Linked DNA regions of Mus musculus: region 2 is linked to region 1. A link is a contact called in public promoter capture Hi-C data. All regions are on one chromosome and are shown on one strand. Each heading gives the region's core, a stretch centred on a gene start, on an enhancer-like site or on the middle of the called end of the contact. The rest is flanking DNA. Distances are from core to core; before and after follow the strand shown.

What was found. Promoter capture Hi-C pulls out the DNA fragments that hold promoters and counts their contacts.
Region 2: a contact with region 1 is called in a promoter capture Hi-C map of the HPC-7 cell line, with 2.9 times the contacts expected there. The contact joins the enhancer-like site here to the promoter of Oas1c in region 1. A contact is called at or near these places in 5 of 39 promoter capture datasets (the 3T3-L1 cell line, 3T3-L1-derived adipocytes, the HPC-7 cell line and 1 more), 2 of 115 datasets of contacts at active chromatin or transcription factors (the NIH/3T3 cell line and trophoblast stem cells) and 1 of 9 other capture datasets (embryonic stem cells).

The regions. Positions count from the first base shown.
Region 1 is chr5:120,809,428-120,815,667 of GRCm38.p6, reverse strand. Oas1c (2'-5' oligoadenylate synthetase 1C) reads left to right here and starts at 3,154. Exons shown (of 7, transcript NM_033541.4): 1 at 3,154-3,234. It also overlaps the pseudogene Oas1b.
Region 2 is chr5:121,136,301-121,142,540 of GRCm38.p6, reverse strand. It overlaps Ptpn11 (protein tyrosine phosphatase, non-receptor type 11), which reads left to right. Exons shown (of 16, transcript NM_001109992.1): 14 at 5,012-5,124. Among named protein-coding and RNA genes, the nearest start is that of Ptpn11, 52 kb to the left of the region's middle. Within about 2 kb of position 3,185, at least 10 of the 459 cell types and tissues checked have an H3K27ac peak or open chromatin away from gene starts, as enhancers often do.

The DNA of each region.
Region 1 (6,240 bases), core at 1,905-4,404:
GATGCATTCTGGAACATTCTGGCTCAGGAGGAAGGTCAGCTAGGTGCTTTCTCTGCCTCCCTGAGCTAGCAGGATTTTACCACAGTATCTGGCTTTGCAAGTCTTCATTGGTAAAATTGAATAATTGAGATTTTTGTCAAAAGATAAGATCTTTTAATGTGTAATGTTATAAAATGTGTGTGCATGTGTGAGTTGGGTGGCTGCATCTGCAGTTTTACTGAGGGGCCAGAGCTCCGATGAGATCTGCGTCCTGTGCAAACTCTCCTGCAGACACCCCAGGTCTCTGAACAGCTCTGAGGGAGAAGATTCGCGAGTTTGTTATTTTCAGTGAAGTCTACACTGTCTCATGTTTAAGAAGACAAAACCCACAGCTAGCCGTGAGTAGGACTGGTATGCTGAGGGAGCATCTAGTTTGACTCCCTCCCCTAAGTGAGCCAGCAGGCTGCTCAATGTCCCTGTGGGATGGATTCTGTCTCCCCGCTACCAAATTTCCAAAATCCCTCCTCCCCAGCGCAGCTTTAAAGAGACATTCTCTTTAGTTGAATTTCTCAAATGATAATGGTTTTCAGTTCAGGGATGGAAGGTGTGGGCTGGGGAGATAGCTCAGTCTGTAACGTGCTTGGCTCGCAAGCATGAGGACCCCCGTCGGAATCCCAGAACTCAGAGAAAAAGCCAGTGTTGGTGGTGTAGGATTGTAATCTCAGAACTGAGAAGGGGGAGACTCTGAGGGTCCCTGGGGCTCTTCCCAGCCAGTCAGGCTCAAGTGTGAATTCTGAACCAGGGAGAGACAAGGTCTCAAAAAAGATGGATGACTCTTGAGATGAGTTAGCCATGGTTCCGGATCACACCCACACACAAGAGAACACCTACGCAACACACATGTGCACACACACAGAGGTGGAACTAGAAGGGAGGATGAAGGCATGCAGAAGGGTGAGCTGAGGCTCTCTGGCAGGCTGCCTTACCCAGTAAATCATAGGCTGGCAGCACATCAAACTTCACCTCCTTCAGCAGGTCGGGGGCGCTCAGCTTGAAGCTCAGAGCCCGGGAGTTGGGACTCCTTAAACTGTGGACCTCAAACTTCACTCCACAACGTCTCTCATGCTGAACCTCGCACAGCTGTTTCTTAATTTCCTTAATCAACACTCCCTGTTGGTTTAACTGATCCTCAAAGCTGGTGAGATTGTTAAGGAACACCACCAGGTCAGCGTCTGACCTGCCCTTGAGCGCGGTGCCTTTGCCCTGAAAGACAAGAAAGAGAATGACAAAGGACAGGGAGAGCCATGCTGGGAGGTCCAGATGCTGAACTGGAGTCCATCACCAAGGTGATAGATGGATGGATGGATGGATGGATGGTTGGATGGATGGAGCAAGCTGCTAGATGTGCAGGAGAATATTAGTCAGCCCTGAAGAGTGACATCAGAATCTATGTAGGAAAATAGAGGGTGCTGGATCTCCTCTTGATACAGAAGATAAACCACACCGTGAAGGGAAAATATCCATGTTCATCTGTGGAGTCTCTGTGTGTTCAAGTGTGTGTGTGGGGGGGGGGGCTGTGTATGGGAGTGGGGGAGAGGTCTAAATGAAACAAGCACAGAAGAGTTTGGGAAGGGTACAGTAGCACTCATGCAGTGCCCACATTAGCTGCACACATGTGACATACCATCAGAGAGTGAATCTCTGGGGAGGGTCTGGTGGGAGGTAAAGGATAGTAGAGATTGGAAGGAGACTATGACTAAATTAATACAGATATATGAGAATGTAGCCATAGTCCCATGGTTGGCATTGTTAGCTGGGAGGAAATATGCGCAAGTGACATCATTAAAGAGAAGATGGCCTTGTGTGATATAGAATAACATATAACATCATAGAGAAACTGAAAAAAACAATAAAGGTGATCCAAGTCTGTAAAACAAATATCATAAAAAGAAGAATTCATGCTGAACAAAGCCTCCCTAAATAAAATGCTTAGAATCATCACTAACACACATGAGCATCAGCTACTGTTGAGAGAGGGCATTACAAATTGTCACATCTCCGGATGGAGAGGTGGGTCAGTAGCTAAAACTGCCTGCTGTTCCTGCTGATGACCTCAGTTTAGTTCCCAGCACCCAAGCAGGCCAGCTCAGAGCCACCTATGTAACTGCAGCTCTAAGGGATCTGACACCCCCTTTTCAATTCTGACCAAACCTGCACTAACACATACAGAGCCCCACTCACAACTAAAAATGTAGAAATACAGTCAACTGAAAACAAGAAAACAACTTCATTTCTGCACCCTTCACAGAGTCTGAGAGTTAAGTACCAGTGTCATGAAATGTGATTTGACAGACAGCCCGGGAACCGAGTCCAGAGAGGGTCCATCAATCCAGTCACATAGCAGGCGAGTCCTGGTCTGTCCTCCGTGTCACATTTGACTTAGTCTATGTGACCTTATCATTCCTGGGGCGTGGAACACTGGACATGGAGAAGGTAGTTAAGTTACCCTAAGTCACACAGCAGTGCAAAGGTTGTATTACCACTGCCCCACCACCTGCCCCTCCACTTTCCAGAAAACTGCTTTGCCATTCTGGGCCTCAGTTTCCCCGACTCTGAAATGGACATGGCCTGGGAGTGGGGAACATAAACTGTAGCTGAGGCTCCTTCTCCAATACAGATGTGGGACTTGGGGGGAAGAACCCATCGCCAGCTGTGATCAGAATTAAGAGGAGGGATCAGGGTTGCAGCCTGGCTTCTGAAAGTCCTGTCCCACCTCATCTCGGCCAGCTCAGGCTGAGGAAGGCTCACCTTGACCCCTTTAGAGGCCCTCATTCGGCGGACGGGGCCCCGGAAGGATCTGTCCTTCAGGAGAGCACACAGGGCATCTATGACTTCTCTGAGGTCAGCACAGAAGCTGGTGTCCGGGAGATGGTTCTCTATGAACTTATCAAGCTTCGAGGCCGGGATGCTCCTCAGATCCTGCTCCATCCTAGGTCCAGCTTTTACCTCTGCAGCCAGCAGGTCCTGTGTCTCCTAGGCTGGCTGAAGCAGAAATGGGACTTTCAGTTTCCATTTCCCGGGAAGGGCGCGGATATGCAAATCATCCAGGCCCGAGCAGCCAATGGCGTTAGGGCTTCTGAACAGGTACCTCCCCATCCAAGCCTGAGCTTTCTTAAGATCCGGCCCAGGGAAGAATGTGTAAGGAAACTGACCTGGCTTTCTCGGGATTTCTTCTGGAAAAAAGGCTGTTACACGGTACGTTTTAGGAACAATCTGTGCACGTAGAAGAAGGGAAACGGAATCAGGAAACCACAGAAGGTGGCTGGTGGCTCCTGAGCTCGGCTTCCATCTCCTGCAAACGTTTTAGGCGGAACTGCTTTTTTTTTTTTTCTTTTTAAGAACAGCACCTCCCCAGGTTTTGTTTTTCCTTTACCTCTGGACTTGCAGGTCTAGGATTACAGACAATTCTAACAGAAAGCTCAGACTTCCCAGAAGCCCCCTCTCCTACTCACACCCTACATTTTCCCCTGTGGTGCAGGGGGTCTGGGTGAGGGTGGGGTCTGGGCATCCCCAAGGGTGAAGTACAGGCCGTACCACCAAGCTGGGGACAGTACAGGTCAGCAGTGACTATTAAAATGAGCTGTCTTTCAGGGCCCTGGCAAGGTTGAAAATCACCTTTGGGTGACATACCCAAGGCCTCATCAAAACAGTTTGATGCCCTCCAACCCCTGCCTCCATCTTCTCATCTCTTGTTTAGAGGGCAGAGAGAGGGCTCAGAGTTTAAGAGCTCGGGCTGTGCTTCCAGTTCCAATTCTGAGAACTGACATGGCAGGTCCCAAACACACACACACACACACACACACACACACATTCACATGCACACGCACAGGGCATGCACACACTAAATACACTCCTGAGCTTGCCTGTGCACATATGCACACAAATACACAAACAAGTGTATACTCACATGTGCACACCCGAGCATTAACCAGGATGTACTTCGATGAGGAAATAAAGAGTCTGGCCTTCTGCAAGAGCAGGATTGGCCTTTATGCATCTCCAGGAAGGAAGCCATTGCTAGTGGAGACTGCTCACCGGGCACAGGGAGCTCCAGGGGATTAGGGTGGAAATGGGACCTTTGGGGGTCTGCAGACCTAGTCCTGCTTCCCCAAGCTGGTGGATTTTGGTGGGGTGCTTACCCCGTTGGCCTCCCTGATCCTCACTGCACACTGACATCAGCACCATATCTCCTCCTGCAGGGAGTCACTCAGACTGCCTGGGGCTTCTAGGTCATTAGCCCTTCACATGCAGGAAAACAGGGAAGAAAAACAGCATTGTGGGTGGCCCTAGCAGTTCAGCAGGCAGAGGCTGATGCAGGAGGATGGATAGTGGAGGCTGGTCCATCCTGGGCTACACTACAGCTGGATTCACTCCAGAGTGTGAGGGGGAAAAAACCCTAAAACAGATGAAGAAATGAATGGAAAAAAAAAAAAAGGATCCTGCCCAATGCTGTGGCTGAGAGCACACTCTGGGCAGTAACACAGTTCTTTCCTTAAAGAAACAGGAGCGGGAAGTTCCACTGACCAAAGTTGTGTCATTCCAGGTCAGAGGTGAGCCCTCAGCACAAAGTGTCAGCTGCTTTAAATTCCTTTTGGTCAGCCAGGTGTAGTGTCACAGGCCTTTGATCCCAGCACTCTGGGGTCAGAGGAAGTTGGACCTCTGTGTTTTTTTTTTTTTTTTTTTTTTTTTTTTTTTTTTTGGCTAGCCTGGTCTACAGAGTGAGTTCCATGATAGTCAGAGCTCAGTGGTGAGATCCCGTCTTGAAAAATAAACAACAACAAATTGTTGTTGGTTTTTGTGAGCCACCAAATAAATCTGGGAAGTGAGCCCAGGTCCTCTGCAAGAGCATCCAGTGCCTGGCCCTCCTCTGAGCCATCTCCCCAGACCCCAGGTACAATCTTCTTGGCCTCATTGGGAGGCATGGTGGATTCTGAGGGAACTGGGATGCTGAAGGCCCCTCCCACAAGTGCCAGGATGGGAGGACGGGAGGCCAGCTGAGAGTCCTGAGCAGATCTGGGGGAGCACCAAGCTAATCGTGCTTTAGATAGTCTATACATTTATTTCCTGTGTGTGAGTATGTGAGGTCAGAGGACAGCATGTAGAAGTCGGCTCTCTCTCCTTCCACCACGTAGGTCCTGGGGACCAAACTCAGGCCACCAGCCTTGGTGACAAACACCTGTGCCCTCTGAGCTATCTCAGTGACTCAGTGACCCTTTTTGTTCTTGGTTTGGGAGACAGTCTCATAGGCTAGGCTAGCCTTCAACTTGCAGCAATCTCCCTGCCTCCGTGCTGGGATTATAGTGTGTCCAGCTCATCTCTACTCCGCCGCCCTCCTTCCCCCCGTATCCTAGCGAGTATCATTAAGCCCAGTGAGATCAATGCCCCTGAAAGCCTGACTGAGTCTGGGAGTGCCCAGATGACAAGGTTTAAGACCCTGAACCACCCTCTTGGCCACATAGCCAGCTTCTGCTGGGACACACTGCTTTCTTCATGAGCCCCATGACCCCGCCCACACTGTGTCAGCTCTATCTGGCCTGATTGGGCCCAGACTCAGCTCACCTCCAGCTCCCACTCAGGATTTAAAAAAACAAAAACAAAAACAAACAAACAAACAAACAAAAAACCCATGGCTTGCTGGAGATTGAGAGTTCTATGGACTAGACACATTCAACACTTCCTCCTGGCTTGAGCCTGCCTCTCCTGCTTTTTCCCAGCCTCCTCGTGGGGTGGGGTTGGGGGTGGGGGTGGGGGTGGGGGTGTACCCTCCCCAGCTCAGGAGCATCGTCTTGGATGGGTGTTGTACACCAGAGCCCAAGTATAGGGCAGGCATGTGGGATGATGTTGCTGAAGCCTGTGCCACAGGTCAGGGTTCTTCATGGATAATGCAACTGCAAGGCCTTGGGGATGTCCCAAAATCTTAATGTCAGAGACAGAATAAGGACCTGGCCAACGTGAGGGAATGATGTCTGTGGGAACAGCGTTTCCTGCCATGTCACCCTTTGCAGTCTGCGTAGTAACTGAGAGAAAAGAACAATTAGCCTGCTCAGGAGTCCCAGTGTTAATGAAAATTCTCGGCCTGGTAGGCGTGTCCTATGCTGGTAGGCGTGTCCTATGCTGGCCTGGTAGGCGTGTCTCATGCCAGGATAAGGGGTCTGCCTCCCCTCTTGGCTGTTTGGCAATGGCTGCATGGAGCACTGTGCA
Region 2 (6,240 bases), core at 1,936-4,435, 330 kb before region 1:
AGAGCCGTTCTTTTGGGGAGCTTTTCTTATTCCTTTCCCAAACCCTGTTGTGCTGCAGCAGATGGGTGGTGTCTAAACACCAACCACGGTTGTCCTTTTTATTGCTATTGCTTTCCAAAAGCCCAGGAGAGGGGACTTGGTGCGTGTCATAGGGTAGCAGGCTGTCTCTTAATGAGTAGCTTAAAAAAAAAAAACAGTGATCATCTCGCTGTATAGCCCTGGCTGACCTGAAATCAGTTTGTAGATCAGGCTGGCCTTGAACTCAAAGATGCACCTGCTCTGCCTCACAAATGTTATGATTAAAGGTGTGCGCCACCATGCTGGCCTGGAAGAGTAGGGAGAACCGCACCATCCTCCTTGAGAGCCAGAGGCGGGCCCCTTCCTGAGTTTAGGTACTCAAGTAGACGCGGGGTCAGGAGGTCACATGATTGATTAACAAGCCACCCATCCCCAACTTTAATTTTTTAAATATGAATTCAATGTAAGCAGTTTTTTGTTTTTTTTTTTTGTGGTGTTAAAGAGCAAACCTACGTACGGCCTCATGCACGCTAGCTCAGAACTCTGCCCCTGAGCTGCACCCCAGAGCCTCATGCACACTAAGTTAGCACTGCACCACTGACCTGTACCTCCCACCTCTGAACCTGGATGGCTGCCCTAAAGTTCTTTTATACATGTCTCCCAGTTTACACTTAATTGGGACCACTCATAGTTTAGAAGAGATGCTCAGGGAATAAATAAAGAGCTAGCACATGGTTGCTCAGCCTGGTCAGAAACATTCAGGAGATTCTGTCATCTTGTCGGGAGAAGTCCTCTGTACCATTTGGGTTTGTATTTGAGTTGGGATTGAGGGTCTTTGGCTGCTCCCCATTGAGGGACTGCTGCTTGGAGCCTTCATATTGCTTCCTGGCACTGAGACTATTAAGACTGAGGCTGTAAGTTGGATTTAGGAAATAATTTTGGGGGAAAAGAATCTTATTTAGTAACTTGGTTGATTGTGGGGAAGGAGTATTTACTGATGGGGACACAAAGCATGTGTTTCAGTTACTTACATGTTAACAAGTGAGTGTCCTGCTGATTCCACCTGAAGGATGCAAGCTTGCACTCACTGACTCGCTCACTCATTCATTCATACATACAATCATTCATTCATACAGTCATTCATTCAGCTAATTCATTTTGATACTAGTATGTGTTAGCACTTTGCAATTGTATTAACTCAGATTTTGGAACTTGGAACTTTGGTGTTAAAAAAGTATATAGGAGGGATGGGTTGTGGTGGAACAAGCCTTTGAGGCCAGCACCCAGAGAAAGGACTAATCTCTAAGTTCAAGGTCAGCCTTGTTTACGTAGTATGCTCTAGGACAGCCAGAGCTACATAGTGAGGCCTATGTCTCAAAAATAAACATACATTTCTGCGTGTATGGTTTGGGCTGGGGGTGTAGCTCACTTGGTTTGGAACTTGCCTAGTATACACAGAGCTATGGTTGGCCCCATGTAAACCTGAAGTGCTGGCATGTGCCTGAATCTCAGCACTTGCGAGACCAAGATGGGATCAGAAATTCAAGGTTGTCTTTGGCTGTGTATTGAGTTCCAGGTTAGTGAGAGCTATATAGGACGATATTGCAAAAACAACAAAGCAACAGTGAAAAAGAAAACTACCACTGCACACAAAAGAGTCAACTGCACACAAAACAGTCAACTACCTGTCTCCCTGCTTATTTTTAAATTGAATTTCAATGTGTGTGAGCCTGTGTCCATGTGTAGAAGGAGGAGGAATCAGACCCCTTGCACCAGGATGTGCACTGCCCAGGGTTGCTGATGGGAACTTAGCTTTCATCTGCAGAAGCACTTGCGTCCTTAACCACTGCACTATATGGCTCCAGCCCAAGCCCAGCGGATTCTTAAATTAAGCAACAGGACAAAACTCATTTAGTATAATGAATTAGTTCAAAATGTAGCCATCTTCCAACTTTGGATGAGTTAAGCCCTTTGGGAGTAAAAGAATTGCTAAATGAAAACAAAGTGGCAGTTGGGTGGAGAACCGTGGGGAAAGAGGCGGAGTGAAACAGAGGAAGCGGGCCAGCAAGAAAGAGATACACAGAGGGGCGAGCAGAGAACGGGACAGAGCACCGTAGGGACAGTCCTGAGTGGCTTATTAAGACTGCCTCTTGTGCTGCAGGGCTTTTTGTTTGTTATTTCAAGACAGAGTTTCTTTGTCTGTACAGCCCTTGCTATCCTGGAACTTACTCTGTGGACCAGGCTGGCTTCAAACTCACAAAGATCTGCCTGCCTCTGCCCCGCAAGCACCGGGATCAAAAGTGGCACCACCAGTGCCCAGCTGTGCCACTGCAGATTTGTTGAGAGGTTTTTTTTTTGTTTTTTTTTTTTTTTTAATTTTCCATTTATATTAGTAAGTACTTTATTTGCAAAAGCAGTGTGTGGAGTGCGTGGTATTTCTTTTACTCAACTTCTGAACACAAGCATTTATTTTTTTCTTCAAACTTTATTTAATATACATAATATTTAAAAAGGGAATGTTTATAACTTACATGAGTCTGTACCTCTTTGCTTCTAAGTGCATTGGTATATATTTTTTAAAAAAAGATGTTCTGTTACATCATCATGATTCAGTTACTAAGTTGGGGGAGCAAATTGAAAGCTCTGTATAATCTGCAGGTCAGGGCTGGAGCCCAGCGTGTGAGCATTTACTAGGCTCCTGGGGTCCATCCCAGTACAGCACACAAGCTTGCCCAGCATGTGTGAGCACTTATGTAGCTTGAGGCAAGAAGGCTGGGAATTCCAGTCTAGCCTGGGCTATGTTAGACCTTTTCTTGATAAAACCACAACCAAACAAGAAATTAAACATATGTCTTGGAAATACAGCTCAGAGGTTAAGGATACACACTGTTTTTATAGAGGACATGATGGCAGAGGGCTCAAAACTGCAGGTAACTCCACCTCTAAGGGATCCAGTGCATGTGTGTGTGTGCGCGAGTACACACACACACACCTCATGGTGACTTCCTCATGTGCACACACAGACATAAACACAACTCAAAAAGCTAAAGTAGGCCATACTCCACATTCAGATTTTTCCAGTTTGTCTTGCTGTGGTCAGGGTCACATGGTGTGTATAGCATTCATGTTTGTTTCCTGTCTTTCATCTGGAATAGTTTCTATGTCATACTATTGCTCTTGCTCCATACTTGGGACATTCCAGGAGCTGTCAGTTGCACCCTGCAGCTGAGACTCAGGCTGTGCTGTGCCAGGCCCTTCTGCACCACTCCAGTACCTTAGGGCTAAGTTGATTCAGGACAGTCAGGTCAGCTCTGCCTCTTGAGAAGATGATGGTGAGGTTTCTTCACTGGGAACTTACAGAATCAAGGCTAGCTGGGCATGGTGGCACATGCCTTTAATTCCTATAGTGCAGAGACACAGAGGCAGGGGGATTTCTGTGAGTTCCAGGCCAGTCAGGGCTATATAATGAGACTCTGCCTCAAAACAAAAATACTGTGTCTATGTATTGAGAGTGTACAGTGTATTTTGTGTGTGGAAATGCTATGGGATGATTGTCATGGTTAGTTGGTTAGTGTGCCCAGCACCCCACAGTGCATGCTGAGGTGGTGGAGTCTACTCTCAGCAGAGTTCAAGTTTGCTCTACCTTGTCCAGTCCAGTGCTGGGCATGAGGCTTCCAGAGCCCGTGGAAGATGTTATGTCTGAAGATATGTACTGTGGTCAGTGTCTCCCTCCTGCCACAGTCCCCAACAGCCCCTGCCCTAATCACAGTTTGTAGAAGTCGGGATGCTTGGTGAGCCTTCCAATTCTGGATTGGAGTTCATTCATTTCATATGGTCAAGTTGACAACCAGGAATAACCACTGCAGGTTAGAATCCTGTTCTTCCTGCCCCCTCCTCCCCAGTTCTGGGATGGGGATGTGCACAGCTCCCTCTCCTTGCTGCTCAGTCTCCCAGAATGGAAGGTGTCCAGAGTGAAGAGGGTGGCCACGCAGGAGCCTCACTTTGATTGGATTTGTTGTCTGTGCTCTGGGAGCACATCCATGGATAGTGTGCAGTGGCCATTGACTCTTCACATAGTGTACCCATGCCTAAGCATCCCAGGGCACTTGGTCTTAGACATGAAGCCTGTAGATTCTCATGTTCCTTGAATAAGAACTACTCATTCCTCCTGTGGTCTTCATGTAGCCCAGGAAGGCCTTGAACATAGGGAAGTCTGCACATGTGCAGTACAGGTGCATTGTTATGGATATTCACTGCATGGAGAGCCGACTCTGCAGGGCTGTCTGCTCTCTACACACATGGCATGTGTGAGCCTTTATACATGGTGAGATGAGATTACATTCCTGTTGTTTGCTCTGTTGGTTTCCTTCCCCTACCATTTCATCTTAGGGTGCTGTGGTTGAGATGGCTGAGCACATCTCAACATTGTGGGAGGGCTCTGGGTGCCATCGCCAATACTGCTAAATACATAAAGTGCATTACTGTGCCTTCCATCCTTGCACACAGTGATAGAGCTCTGTGCTGAAGCAGGAGTAGTGCCTCTAGCCTGTGTCAGTCAGCAGTTCCTTGCAGCTCTGGGGGCTCTGAGGGTTGTGGTTGCAGCACACTCCTCCTGCAGGTGCCGTGAGCTCCTAACCATTTAGTCAGCATGTTAGTGTTCTTAAGAGTCTGGCCTGTGGGCTGGAGAGATGGCTTAGCAGTTAAGAGCACTGACTGCTCTTCCAGAGGTCCTGAGTTCAATTCCCAGCAACCACATGGTGGCTCACGACCATCTGTAATGGGATCTGATGCCTTCTTCTGGTGTGTCTGAAGATAGCTACAGTGTGCTCATATAAATAAAAATAAGTAAATCTTAAAAAAAAAAAAAAGAGTCTAGCCTGTCCATCTGCCTCTTTTTTTTTCTTTTGATAAAATAGCTTTTTTGTTTCTGTATTTTTCTAAAAATCATATCCACAGTCCTCCTTACTTGTATTTTTTTTTCCTTAACTTTCAGAAAAGCAAAAGAAAAGGACATGAATATACCAATATTAAGTATTCCTTGGTGGACCAGACAAGTGGTGATCAGAGTCCCCTGCCACCCTGCACCCCAACGCCACCCTGTGCAGAGTAAGTAGCGATACGGCGGCAGCGTAGGTCTGGTAGAAGCTTAACAGCAGTTGCTTGCAGTATTCTCCTCAGGCTTGCTTGCTGCCCACTGATGGTGCATGGGGCGGTGGGGTCCAGGGACTCTCTAGGGCTCATGGTTGCAGGGCCCCTAACCAGTAGGCACGTGATGGGCTCTCCAGGATCCTGTGGGGCCCTGGGCATGTTAGGTAGGGTTCTCTGGGGAAAATCTAATTTTCCTTTTGCAGGGAGCATTATTTCAGTGGGAAGCGCTGTCCCTTACAGTGTGGAGACTCTTAAGAATAAATAAACTCTCTGTTCATGTGTGGACATGACTATGATCTGCCAATCTTCCTGTCAGTCAGGGTTTTTAAACCAAGGGTCAGAAAGCCAGAGCCCATAGGCTAGCTTTGCTTTTTAAAGGAGTTCTTATTTAAGACAAACAAACAAACAACCCCAAAAACCTGACAAGCCAACAGTTGCATGGGGACAGCTATCCCAGTAGGAAATGGCGAGCAATTACGAATGGGTGTGCTGTAAAAGAAGCTGCAGGTGGCTTACGGACATGCAGGAGAGGCTCATTTTCCTTGGTGGCCAGCAAACACGAAGGGAAAGCTCAAAGTTCTTTTTTTTTTTTTTGGGGGGGGGTTCGAGACAGGGTTTCTCTGTATAGCCCTGGCTGTCCTGGAACTCACTTTGTAGACCAGGCTGGCCTCGAACCCAGAAATCCACCTGCCTCTGCCTCCCAAGTGCTGGGATTAAAGGTATGTGCCCCCAACGCCCGGCTTCAAAGTTCTTTCCACCAAGCAGAGCCACCAAGCAGTACCAGCAGGGGGTGTCCAGTGGTGGTGAGGACAGTTTTTAAGGAACGGCTGTTATATAGTGGTGGTTCAAGCACATTGGTTCAGCTCCACAGGACAGCTTGCCCCAAACTGCAGCCAGAGCCTTCTGAACACACTAAAATTTCTGACCTTGAACTTGGAGATTGCCTCTTATGGAAGTGCTCAGATCTCAGGAAAGATTGTGTTCCAGAGGCATTCAGTATGATGCCATCTTAACGGTTTGTACATCTGTGACAGAAAAGTGTGACATTTCCAGCATGTGAGTTCAACTAGAGAC